Linked DNA regions of Zea mays: region 1 is linked to region 2. The links are chromatin contacts, called in public Hi-C maps. All regions are on one chromosome and are shown on one strand. Each heading gives the region's core, a stretch centred on a gene start, on an enhancer-like site or on the middle of the called end of the contact. The rest is flanking DNA. Distances are from core to core; before and after follow the strand shown. Region 1 has its middle 6.4 kb from the start of LOC100284538. Region 2 holds the start of LOC103654647 (pentatricopeptide repeat-containing protein At3g13880).

Evidence for each region. Hi-C and Micro-C count contacts between places; a contact is called where the count stands out from the background.
Region 1: a contact with region 2 is called in a Hi-C map of tassel, with 3 times the contacts expected there. The contact joins the enhancer-like site here to the promoter of LOC103654647 in region 2. A contact is called at or near these places in 2 of 25 Hi-C or Micro-C datasets (ear and tassel).

What each region holds. Positions count from the first base shown.
Region 1 is chr4:222,992,833-222,999,607 of Zm-B73-REFERENCE-NAM-5.0, reverse strand. No RefSeq gene overlaps it. Among protein-coding and RNA genes, the nearest start is that of LOC100284538, 6.4 kb to the left of the region's middle. Within about 2 kb of position 2,972, at least 12 of the 20 cell types and tissues checked have an H3K27ac peak or open chromatin away from gene starts, as enhancers often do. A contact at or near this core is called in ear and tassel, where this site is marked.
Region 2 is chr4:222,843,869-222,850,163 of Zm-B73-REFERENCE-NAM-5.0, reverse strand. LOC103654647 (pentatricopeptide repeat-containing protein At3g13880) reads right to left here and starts at 3,306. Exons shown (of 7, transcript XM_035967541.1): 1 at 1,344-3,306; 2 at 1-254. The coding sequence starts at 3,100.

The DNA of each region.
Region 1 (6,775 bases), core at 1,723-4,222, 150 kb before region 2:
ATTTATTTTTTTCTACATTTGCATGGCATCAATGTCTGATTATGGGTTGTTCATTATGAATAAAAAGGTTAGCGCGGGTGTGCCCTACTTTAAGATAGTATTTGTCTTCTTAGGATTTTAGAACTGCTGGTAGTAGATGTATTTATTTTCCTTTCCAAGGTTACCAATGCAACGTTGAATGTTCTGAAAATTGTCTTCGTTAATGCTCTTGCAGTATAAAAGCTTATAGTCTAGAATTCTCTGACATGGGCATTTTCCCTTCTGTTGATACTATGCATTTGTTGCGTTATTAATATGCGGTATTGAACTTGTAGATAGGTCGGATTTGTATGAAGATAGCTGCGTTAACCTATTATTCTCAGCTTTGCTAAGAAGATAATATTAATTTTCAAAAGGCTGCAACTTTTTGGCGAGATTCGTTCCAATTTAATAAGCGCAATTGCTCCCATATATTTATTTGGACTACCTAGATTCAATTGGTTCTAAAACACGTACTGGAACTTGATAGTACAGCTGCTCCCTTAATTTACAGGAGATATATATATGAATTTAGAGGTTGTTTGGTTTTTGTGAACTAATTTTTAGGCACTCGATTTTATTCTATTTTTAGGTCCTAAATTACCCGATACGAAAACTAAGAACTTTATTTTAGTTTCCATATTTAGTAATTTAATAACTAAAATTAAATAAAATTGAGGGACTAAAAAATAGTCCCTGAAAACTAAACACCCTCTTAGTTTGATGAGCCTTCTATATATATTCAATGCTAAAAAAACTTAGAGATGTTTTATGTTTTGTGACACACACTGTAGTGTGCTTATGTTTACATTTCTGTCAAATTGATGGTCGTCGATTGTGTTTACTGCTGGTGGTCTATAATTTTAAGAAACACTGACAGGAACATGAAGCAATAGTTTGGACAAGACATTATTTGACCTCCAGGCACACTATGGTGGCCGACCTTTATTTCGCTATCCTGTTAATATTTGTTACGCAGACAACAATGCTAAATCTGCAAAATTTATCTAAAGTTAGTCAGATATAATCACCCCATTATATATGTACTTGTTTGACGGATCAGATGCTCTCAGCTAATTGGTATACATGCGTGTTGCCTCTTGAAATTATAGAGGAGCTAATTAAGGCTAAGCTACCAGCGGTACCTGTAATTTAGTTTCTCATCAGTAGAATTGTCCAAACTATTTATGCGTGTTGCGAGATTTTGCTGTGTGGTGAGCACAAAGTGGCATTTTTAAAGAGATAAAACGTACGGCACGCGAATTCATTGGTTTCTTAAAAAGTAAGCACTCTCTTGTTCATCAAATAACTAAAGTATTCCATATTTTTTAGCTAATTAACTAGAAGTCACAATCAGGCACATGGTGATTCGGCCTAATCTCTTTGGCTTTGGTCTGTTCCTTTCAATCGAAAAGGCTAGCTGGAACAATAATCGTCAGTAACTCCCTTGGAAGTTTGCTAGAGAAATTTCATGCGTACGTTTTCGATTCTGGATCATGCGTATATACTAAATAAGTCAAAAGTTTGTTAACTGTTCATATAATATTGTGCTGTAGTATATGTAATCTTTGCATATGCATGCATATAGTGTTAGCTGTTCATAGAAACCTTTTGATAGCTTCTACTGAGACTGATTGGACCTACGACCATTGTATATTAGAACAATATATATACAATGGTATATATTGTTTATCTGTAAGTAGCATCGCGGGTATCTTGTTCTAATCTGTCGTCGTCACACACATATCTTAGAAAGCCGCAAATGAACCAGTGTTTTATTGTATATATGGCTTCTTTCTTCACGCCGCATCTTATTTGGACATTGATACATATATATGGTTAATAAGTAAAGCTTAGCATCTAATTCGCTCGATCCTTTTAGGTTAATTTTCTGCCTTTATTTTTTCTTCTTCTCTACAAGCATTACACGTACAAACTATTTTTTTACAGTAGATATTTGTACAAGCATTACGCTTTGGTGATTATTTGTTAGTTTTTTTAACCAAATTGTACAAGAAGCATTACATGATATTTGTACGAACGCGAAAAAGATGTTCGCCACAAATTCCTGAATTGAAAATGTTAGACGCCCCAAATAATCTGTGCTTTTTATATATACATATCTGCATGGGGCACGTGTTGTGTGTACAATACATGAATTTGTATAGTAGTGGGGGTTTTTTTTTTGAGCGTGGACGAAGCATGTGGATTGAGCCCACATGCATGTCACAACAACACATGCAGGGTCCACTATATATGTACAAGCTAGACATGACGGCCGGAATAATGTGTGTGTGTGTGTCGTCGTCGTCGTCGATGGGATGATGCAGAATAGTTGCGATCGATATGGTGTACTGGAGTCTCTCGCCACACACCCTTTTTACGCCGTTCCGCTGTGCTCTAAAAGGAGGGAAGCATAGGAGGGCAAGAAGGGATGCGACGGATGCTAGCGAAAGACACACAGCACACTGTTCATTCATATCTCCTTTTTCCAGTAGGGTGAAAGCTGTTGGTGTGCGCGTCTCTCTCCCTCTCCGTGTTAGAGGTAGCAGCACGGTTAATTAAACTGATCTTACATTGCATGTCGGAAGGAGTACGTGTGTTGGGTGTCCAGTATATATATTTTACAACGCCGCATATATATGGTTATTGTTGGAGAAATATGATTCGACACACGCGTACTGTATTGATGGCTTAAAGAGAGAGAGAGGGCACATGCATGGCGCAGGACGCGGAAGCTGCAACTGCTGCATATGCGTCCAGCGTACTGTCCTCATCTTTATCGCCGTCGCTACAGTGCAGCATGCTCCCAACCCATAGGTTCTCTCTCTCTCCTCTTTTTATCTGCTTCGCTCTCACCTCGATCATGAGAGATGATGTAGAGAGAGAGAGACGACCTAGAGTCTAGCTCTCTAGAGAGAGAGAGATAGGGTGATGGTGCAGGTGCAGATGCAGATGCAGGCATGAGCGCTGCAGCTATATCTACTCCTACGAGCTAGAGCTCTAGTACTAGCCCAGCCGCTTAGTAGGGGGTTCTTCATGATGGGGAATCCTTAGCGTAGTAGATAGAGGGTAGCTAGGGTGGGGAGAAGGAGGAGAGACGGGAGAGTGAAGGAATGGCCATTGTCGCCGCGCCCTGCCGGCATGCATGGTCCCAAAAAAGGACGTTTATCGAGTTGGCGGCCGGCGCGGCGTAGACGAGTCACGTGCCGAGCGCTCGCTCGCTCGCCCAGCCGCTGCCGCCGATCGACGGGATCAAAAATCCAGGATTTTACAGAGTCTCGTCGTCGTTTATGTGCTTGCAGCTGCAGGGATGCATGGACCTTTCGCTTTCACTCGTCCCCCCGATCCATCCGCTTGGGCTCGGGCCCAGAGCTCCTGGTCAGATCGTTGTTCCCTCCTCTCCTGCAACCGGATCGTGTTCATCATCAGTGCCGAGATAGATGCCTCTGGTCCAGGATCTATATATATAGACCGGTCCATTCCATTGCTTGCCTGTTCCCTCACACAGCCTAGCTCAGTAGTAACTGTTCTTCATGGCGGCCAAGTGCGCCATAACAACCAGTACTAAATCGTCAGTACTTGTAGGACGATCGACTGGTCGAGAGAGAGAGAGAGATATTAACTGCCAATTAATTTGATAGCCTGATCGACGTGTGTACTCGAGATCTTGTGGCAGATCGACGATGAGATGGAGATATATATTGAGAGCATCGGTTCGTGCGCTTTCGTTCGCCTTCCAGGACGCGCAATATCATCATATCGGATTTGGATCCCCATTTTAGCTAGCATCGATTCACCTTTGCAGGGGTGCAGTTGTATATGACGATATTGGATGGACGTCGATCCCTACTTCCGGTTCTTTAGTTGGGGACCTACAGAGCAGGTCAGCGCGCGGTAGCTTATAGTACTTTGCCACTCCTACTTTCTTGTCTCGGACAAGCATGTATGGCTTCCGTTGCGCGTGGCGCAGGAAAGTCCGAAAGTTCATGCATGCGCGGTGCGTTCTCTCTCTATCTTTGCACGTTCATATAACTAACCGAATCTCACCTCACCTATTCCATTCATAATATGCTAAAAAAATTATGTACGCCATTTAAAATATTAAAAAATTATATGGTAAATAAATAATTATAGTAATCTTATAATCCTACTGATATACCATGATAAAATTATTTAATGTTAAAAAGACTAATTCTAAATCTCTAATAACTATTAAGAGACTACTGTAGACCACTGCGCACGGCCGCGATCCGCCCGCCCGAGCAATCCGCCAACAACCGTCGTGACCGCCGCGATCCCCGCGATCACTACCGGAATCGCGTTCTTTGCCGAGTGTCTACGACACTCGGCAAAGACTATTTTACACTCGGCAAAGGCTTTGCCGAGTGTAACACTCGGCAAAGAACACTCGGCAAAGATTTCATCGGCAAAGGGTTCTTTGCCGAGTGCTTTTTTTCGGACACTCGGCAAAGACTTTGCCGAGTGTCAAAAAGCACTCGGCAAAGAAAAACACTCGGTAAATTAAGAATCGAAAAAATAAAAAAAAAACAGCAAAACATTTTTTAAATTTTAGGAACAACTCTCTAACCCTACCCTATTACCTTACCCGTTGCCCTATCATTTTTCACTATTATTTTGAATCAAACTTATATGTTTTGTAAATGGTGAGATTCGAACTCACAACCTCTCTCTCGCGCATACCCTCCTATACCACTACACTACTACACCAATTATGTTTATATTACGTTTCCATTCCCCATGTACTATAACAAATCGAGAGTAATTTGATTATTTAAGGCACTAAATGAATTCATTTGAAAATGTGATCAACTATAAAGTTGCATAACTTTTTGAGATCTAAAAGTTTTATTTTAATAGTTTCTACATCCGAGACCGTTTATAAAATTTGAATTTTAAATTTAAAAATTTCACACGAAATTTTCAATGATAAGATGATTTCAAATCAAGAAATTGTCAACTACAAAGTTTCATTACATTTCAAGACCTACAACTTTTATTTTGGTGGTTTTTCCATCCGAGACAGTTTGAAAAATTCAAATTTCAAAATGTAAACATAGTTTTGCATAACAAGATGATTTCAAACTAAAACATTGTCAACTACAAAGTTTCATAGCTCTTCAATACCTACAACTTTCATGTTTGTGGTTTTTCCTTTCGAAGTCGTTTTCAAAATTCAAATTTTAAATTTTTTAAATTCAGACGTATTTTTCGTTGACAATATGACTTCAAATGAAAAAGTTGTCAACTATAAACTTCTATAACTTCTCAAGATCTACAAAGTTTATTTTGGTTGTTTGATAATTTGTTTATCTCAGATGATGGTTCTAACAATATGCACAAATTCTATACGTCTCTCTCGTAGTTTCATAAACTACGAGAGAGATATAGGTTTTATGAACAAATTTATTTTTATTTTGTCATATGAAGAAATGTTCAATATATAAATTGTACATCATGATGAGTTATACAAATTTGTAGTTGAAAACTTTTTCATTTGAATTATTTTACTACTTTAAAATGTGATTTTTAAATTGTCTTTGCCTAGTGTTGGAGAAAAAACACTCGGCAAAGAGCTCTTTGCCGAGTGTTGTATTTGTGACACTCGGCAAAGAGCCCTTTGCCGAGTGTCAAAAAAAGACACTCGGCAAAGAAACTCTTTGCCGAGTGTCAAAAATAAGACACTCGGCAAAGAGCTTCTTCGCCGAGTGTTTTATTTTACCGAGGGTTTTTTGCGTGGCACTCGGCAAAGAGCTCTTTGCCGAGTGCCCGAAATAAAACACTCGGCAAAGAATATGACACTCGGCAAAGAGCCAAATTCCGGTAGTGGATCCGCCCTCCCGCCCGCCCTACCTCGTGAACTTTATCTACCCTCATCCGCGAGTTGCCCTGCCCACCCTGACCTGCGCAGGCGAGCGAGCCCCCATTGAAGCGCGCCGCCTCCCCCCGCGCGTGGCGGCAGGGCTCGGTGAACGAGGCCAGCGGTCCGCGCGCGCCTGGCCGTGATGGGGCGGTGCCAGCACCGGGGCTGATGCGGAGGCCACTGCCATGTCGGACGTCTCGTCGGATCTCGGCGGCATCCGGGCGGGGCCCGTGGAGCGTGACATTGAGCAGGTGCATGCCGCTAACCCTTCTCTGGGTGGATCAAATTTTCCTCCCCCCGTCCCTAGTTCCACTGCGTGTGCAACTGAGATGAGGATTGGTACATCATCATCTATCGCTTACGTCTCCTCCCGCGTGGCGCGGATCGATTTCCCTTCCCACGAGTGGATTGAAAGATCATCATCTATCTCTACGTGCTCTCCGCCCGCGGAACTTCAGGCGAGCTCGTGCTCTTTGTGCGCCGACCTGAAATGGTGCTTGATTACAGCGGAATTCATGGGCGTTGTGTTGTTTTTCTTCTTCTTATGTGCTACAATGGAGCACAGTCTGGATATTCCAGGCCGCTATTCCCCTTTCTCTCTGAAGTTCCGGGAGCTAGAATGGGTGTTTAGAGGTCAATCTGGGACTATTATACTTCCCATTCCCTGTTTTCTGGAGCTGAGCGGATCAGTCATCAGTGGGATGCTTTGGTGAACAGAAGATTCTGTAACACCCCAGGTGTTACCAAGGGCTGGCTTCCTAATGACACATATACCTATTATCACATGTGGTTAAGACTTGGAGGAGAGGGAGCACCTAAGACCTTGGAAGCATGAGTGATTTAAGAAATGCTAAGGACCAAAGCATTACCCAA
Region 2 (6,295 bases), core at 2,057-4,556:
CATAGGAACTTGCAGTAAAAGGCTCAAGCATCATTAGTTTTTCTCCTGTTTTTATACCTCTATCTTTGTCCCCATGGATTCTGCAGGCACGCAACAGTGTATGCCAAAGTACTGCATTATTTTCTAATCCATAACTTTTTATGAAATCTTCAGCATCAGCCACCTTCCCAACATGACCTAGGAGGTCAACCATGCATGCTATATGCTTCATGTCCGGGACAAAGCTGTAATGTGATACCATGCTGTCATAATTCCTGCATCACGATAGAAAAAACATGTGATCAGTTATGAACAATGTTCAGAAGTGGAAAATAAATAAAAAGAAAATGGAAGATGCATCCATTTTGTTCATTTCTGTGTAGTAGTATAGTAAATTCTGCAATTAGGACTACATGCCAAGTAGTAGACATCTAAAATTCTTCAGGGCTACAGTACAATTAGCAGCATTACATGCTAAGTGGAAACAAGTAACAGAAAAGGTATGTCAAATTCAAACCCTCCACCTTTTATATCCGGGCTTGGGACCGGCACTGGCGGTGTTACTTCAAGTCTGACGATCCTACAAGTTTTTGCAACTGGTAATTTAAATGCATGTCTCGATGTAGCTAGCATAAACAATTAATTTTCTATCTTGCAGGAGAGTGCGAAAGGGCCTCTAGCCTAGCAGTTAAGGACTTCCGAGTAGCACCTCCAAGTCCTGGGTTACATTCCTATCAGGAGCGAATTTTCAGGCTTGGTTAAAAAAATCCCCTCGCTGTGCCCCATCCGCTCTCGAGTTGTGATGTCCTGTGCGCCACCCTCCGGTTGGACCGTTGCAGAGTGGACAGTTGACGCCGGCCCGTTAGTGATGGGGGGCCAGGGTTCGGGGATTTTCTCGACCGGGACCATTGTTTCGGTCTCTTCTTATATGGAATATCGGGAGGGCGGTCTTTCTCTCCCCGGCCAAGTTTTTTTTTATCTAGCAGGAGAGTCCGACACCACCTTTTGGATGACCCTCGGGTTTTTCTTTGAGTTATGCATTTCAGCTAATGCAGCATGCCGTTTTTTATTAGTGCAGGAGAAGGATTCAGGGTCTAAGATATGGACGATGGCAGTTGTTTAGGAAGATTTTGTTCCATAATCTACTGTTGGCATTACTAACTTTCTATATACAATTCTCGAACTCCCATCTCCAACTTGTTGCATGAATTTTTTGTGTAGGTTGATGACTATGTAAAATCCCTTGTAAATTACCACAAGTATGTTACAGGTAGGCAGGAGGAAGGCAACTACTTATCTAAGAAACAAAAAATCAAGGTGATATTTTGCTCATTTAGAGAAAACAAAAATGCAATAATGCATACCTGAAACCTTCATCTATCAGTCCCTCATGGCTACAAGCAACAAGAACAGCAAGAAATGCAAACTCATTTATCATGACACCACAATCCCTCATTTTCTTAAATAGCAGTAGAGCCTCTCTTCCATGGCCATGCACTGCATAGCTCAAGATCATTTGAGACCATGAGAAAGTATCCAGGGATGGTATTCTCTCAAATGACTTTTTTGCAGCCTTAAGATCACCTGTACCCCTATACATCTCGATCTGTGAATTGCCGCATAGAGTAAACCGATCAAATCCAGATTTGACTGCATAACAGTGTATCTGTTCACATGCTATTGGCATACTTAGATCAGCACAGGCATTCATCACACATGAAATGGTGAATTGGTCAGGCTCCACTCCTGTATAACGAAGCTCTCTGAAAAAGTGTAGTGCCTTATCAGAATGTTCATTGTGCACAAATGCTCTAATCATAGAAGTCCATGTAAAAATCTCTTGTTTGGGAGTCCTATGGAAGCATCTCAGACTATCATCAACTAGACATACTTTGGAATACAAATTAATCAGTGCATTTGCAATGAACTCATCGTCTTCGAACCCAAAGAGTATAACATGGGCATGTAGTTGCCTCCAACATCGTGGCTCATTGATCAAATTGCACACTTCAAGCACGCTCTTGAATGTAAATTTGGACGGCCTTATCCTCCTACAGAGCATGTTTGAATAAATCCTGATTGCTTCCATTCTAATCTCAGGACATGGATCGTTACCTAAACGAGCAAATCCTGCTATCATGGTATTGTAAATTACCACATTCTGGCATGGAATGCAACCAAACACCTTGATGGCCTCCTCCAACCCGCCGTTCTTTGCATACATGTCCATCATGGTGCTTCCAACAAACACATCCAAGTCCAAACCGACCTTAATCACACAACCATGAAGCATCCTCCTTACATCCTCTGAATCTTCAAGCTCAGAACAAGCCTTCAGGATCCTACCCAGGGCGAAAGCATCGAGCTTCACACCTGACCGGTGCATCCAGACAAGCACACTGACCGCAACCTCTGGCCACCCCATCCGCACATACGCGGACAAGAGCAGGTTCCACGAAACCTCATCCCGCTCATCGGCTCGATCAAACGCCAGCCTCACCTCGTCAATCATCCCGCACTTGGCGTACATGTCAATCACCGAGTTAGCCACGAACGCGGTCCGTGCAAGCCCGCTGACCACAGCCAGCCCATGCGTGACACGGCCGCTCCTCCAGTCCCTGGCGCCACCGCACGCGGCCAGCACTGCGGCGTAGGTGAACCTATCCACAGCGACAGAGCCATCCCACCGCGCGCCCCGAAACGCGCCGAGCGCCAAGCTCGCGGAGCCCTGGGTGGCGTATCCGGCGATGAGCGTATTCCAGGTGACGACGTCCCGGCGCGGCATGCCGTCGAACAGCAGTCGGGCGCTCCGCGTGTCGTCGCAGCGGACGTAGGCGGCCAGCAGGTTGTTGCTCAGGAACAGACCCGGCCGGTACCCCGCGCGGATCATGTGGGAGTGGGTGAGCCTGGCCAGCGGCAGCAACCGGCCCCGCGACGCGCGCCGGAAGAGGTCCGCGTAAAGCGACGGCTCCAGGGGCGGGAAGCGGTGGCCGGCGCCGTGCGGTGGACCTTCAGCAGGTCGCAACTGAGTTGGAAGCGTAGTATGGTTTGGGTGCACGGGGTGGGTTGGGATTGGGAGAAGATGGTCCGGCTCCGGCGACCTCTGTCTCTGCGGCAGCATGGAACGCGGCGCTGCGGGAGCATGGCGGCCGCCCTCATGCAAGAGAGGGAGTTCTAGAGGGTTTAAAGCATTGACGACATTATTAGTTAGACTGATTGCAACAGTAGACTATAAATTTTTATGAATAATGATTACCCCTCTAAAAAATCCAAACCTCTAAACACTATACTTTTACAATAGTAACCTGTAAAATTCATCCTTGACTCGTCCCAAGCCAGACCCATATCAGACTCGTCCCATCGAACATGAGGTTTTTTTTTCTATTAGGGCTAGTTTGAGAACCTTAATTTTCCAAAGAATTTCTATTTTTCTATAAAAAAATGAATTAATTTTTTTTTGGAAAATAAAATTCCCTTGGAAAATTAAGGTTTCCAAACTAGCCCTTATAGATCTTATTTCAGGTAGCTTCGACACAATAGCATCTACAATTTAAGCTTCAATATAACAACAATCTCAACTGTGTCGAAATAGAATTATAAACTAATTTAGAAATATTTTTTCCTTCTCTTTTTTACTACCCGAACAGACTATATTACCCTCACTCTCTGTTTTGTTGCAGAATTACCTCGCTCTCTGCAACTATTTCCTAAGGCTTTGTTTGGTTATAGTGGGATTGAAGTGGATTGAGGTGTATTGAAGGGGATTGAAAAAAAATTAGTTCATATTACACTCCAATACACCACATACCACCTCAATCCACTTCAATATCAGATTATCCAAACAAGTCCTAAAGAGTTCTGATATCACCAATCCATCAATACAATTAAATACCTTGCGCGATTGTCACCCCTTGTCAGCATATGTCGTTCGTCCCTCTATAGTTTTTCTTATTTTCTTTTCAAGTTATCTTTCTCTCGTACGTACCCACTAAAATGAGCTCCTAGCTAGGACCCATTGCTGAAGACAATTCATTGTCAGACAACTAGACCATTACTGAAGAAATGTAACCATTCCATTCAAAGTTTATTGAGAGCAGCATACAAAATGGTCTGACATGCACACAATTTAATCTTCAGCATTGATGCTGCTACAAGACACCATGTAAGGTCTCATACGAATAAGTTTTCACAAAAAACAGTTCTCACACAAAATAAGTTTGCTTCATTAAAGTGATATGTCAGACATTTAAATTTCTCTTCGCCTTCTTTGGAGTCAACTTTCTTGGAGCTGATGTAGTGATCTCTAAAATTTGAGAGGAAGAAGCCTCCATGGTGGTGCCTTCTTCCATCAATAAAGCTAAAGGTCTGCACATGTGACAATAAATTGGTGATGTTCTCTTTTTAAGATCAGCATAATGCATAAATGGTAGATGTTAATAGTATTGTACCTTCTTGTCACTATTCCAGGACTTTCTTGCAATATTTGCTCTCGTCTATCAATTGGCCTTTCTGGAGTCGAATCTTTAGAAAGCCATCCTTTGGTAGCATTTTTTCTTGGCTTTTTCTTCCTGTGATGTTAAAAGAGTTAAAGTAAATAACACATGGATAATACAAATACAATGTGGAACAAAAGCTAAAATCTTGCCTTTTCTTGGTTCCATTTAGTAGGCACTTGTAGCTTGTTTTCCTGTGTCCCAACTCTGCACATTTAGGACACCTCACTTTGCCTCTAATCATATTTTAGTCCTCCCATTATCACTTGTACTAGCCTTTGAACCAGATTTGGAACCACCACCACTCCCACCTTCGAGGTTGTTGGGGTCTTACTCTTCCGAAGATCCTCAAAAATATGACTAACCATCTGCTTTTAGCATAACATGGATTACTACAGGGAGCTTCGACTTCAGGATGGAAGTTTTCTCCCATGGCAAAGGTATACAAGACGAAGATATAGCCCGAAGATGATAAGAATGAACGCTGAAGCTATAGCCGAAGAGTAACAGCTTCGACTTAAAATAATGATGAAGACCAAACATGATGCTGACCCGAAGAGAAAAAGACAAGCCAGTCCCTAATAATTTATGTTATAGTTATGAATAAATGTTGAGTACACAAATGTACTTTTACTCGGGCTGCGTCCTGTGTCTATAAATAGATGAACAGTAGCACCATACTGTTCATGTTGAATGGTAATCGCTCTCGCATCTTCACCTTCGAACAAGCCGAAGGTATCAATGTAATATAAATTTTGTTAATATTCATGTGTGTATTATGAAATACTCATGTGTAAGAGCCAATAGATTACATTCATTGTCTCTATGTATTTTTACCCTCATGAATCATGAAGGCTTGTTTTTCATGACCTTCGTCTGAAGATTAATATATCCGAAAGGAGGTAATACTTCGGAGGACGAAGGTCCTTAATCCTTAACAATCGTGTTGCCTTGTTCTTGACCACAACATTTGAGAACAAGTGACTAACATTAGCGCCCACCTTCGGTGAACTCAAACGACCACCTTCGTCAGGCCGCCGAAGAAGGCAATAGCGCCAGAGGCTGCCCTTCAGCCACTGGACACCAACCAAGAGACTCTCTCGCTGAGAGAAGCCCGGAGCCAGAAAAAGGAAGGCTACGAGCCCAACACCGTGGGAGGAGGAGTTAGACCAAGAAATCAGAGACCTGGAAGCCATACACCAACAAGTGCAGAGGAAGAGAGAGAAGATGCTTCGGCTAGCTGACCTTCAGAGTAAGATTGACGAAGCTCCTGAAGAAATGTGTTACATCACCTAAGATGACCAAGGACGAAGGCCTTAGCAGAGAGCTTCGTCAAAAAGTCCAATCAATGATGATGAATGGTATTGATGACTTTCATCATGGTAACTTTGCTTTTGATTATGCTTCTCCTCTAGCAGCAGAATTGCAGGCTACCCCATGGCCACCATCTTACAAGCCACTGCAGCTTCCCATGTACGATGGGCATTCAGATCCGAAGCAATTTCTCATGAGTTACGAAGCAACCATATCCTCATATGGTGGCAACATAGCTGTCATGGCGAAATCCTTCGTCATGGCAGTCAGGAGCCAGTAAACCCTAAACCCTTCGCCCGGAAACGATCACGTCATGGCAAAAGCTAAAGGACATGTTGGTAACTAGTTTTCAGGGTTTCCAAACGAAGCCAGTAACCGCCCAAGCCTTGTTCTAGTGTACACAAGACCATGAAGAGTGCTTGCAGGCATATGTCCGAAGATTTCTGTGACTCAAGGCCTAGGCACCAACGGTGCCAAATGAGATTGTCATCGAAGCTATGATCAAGGGG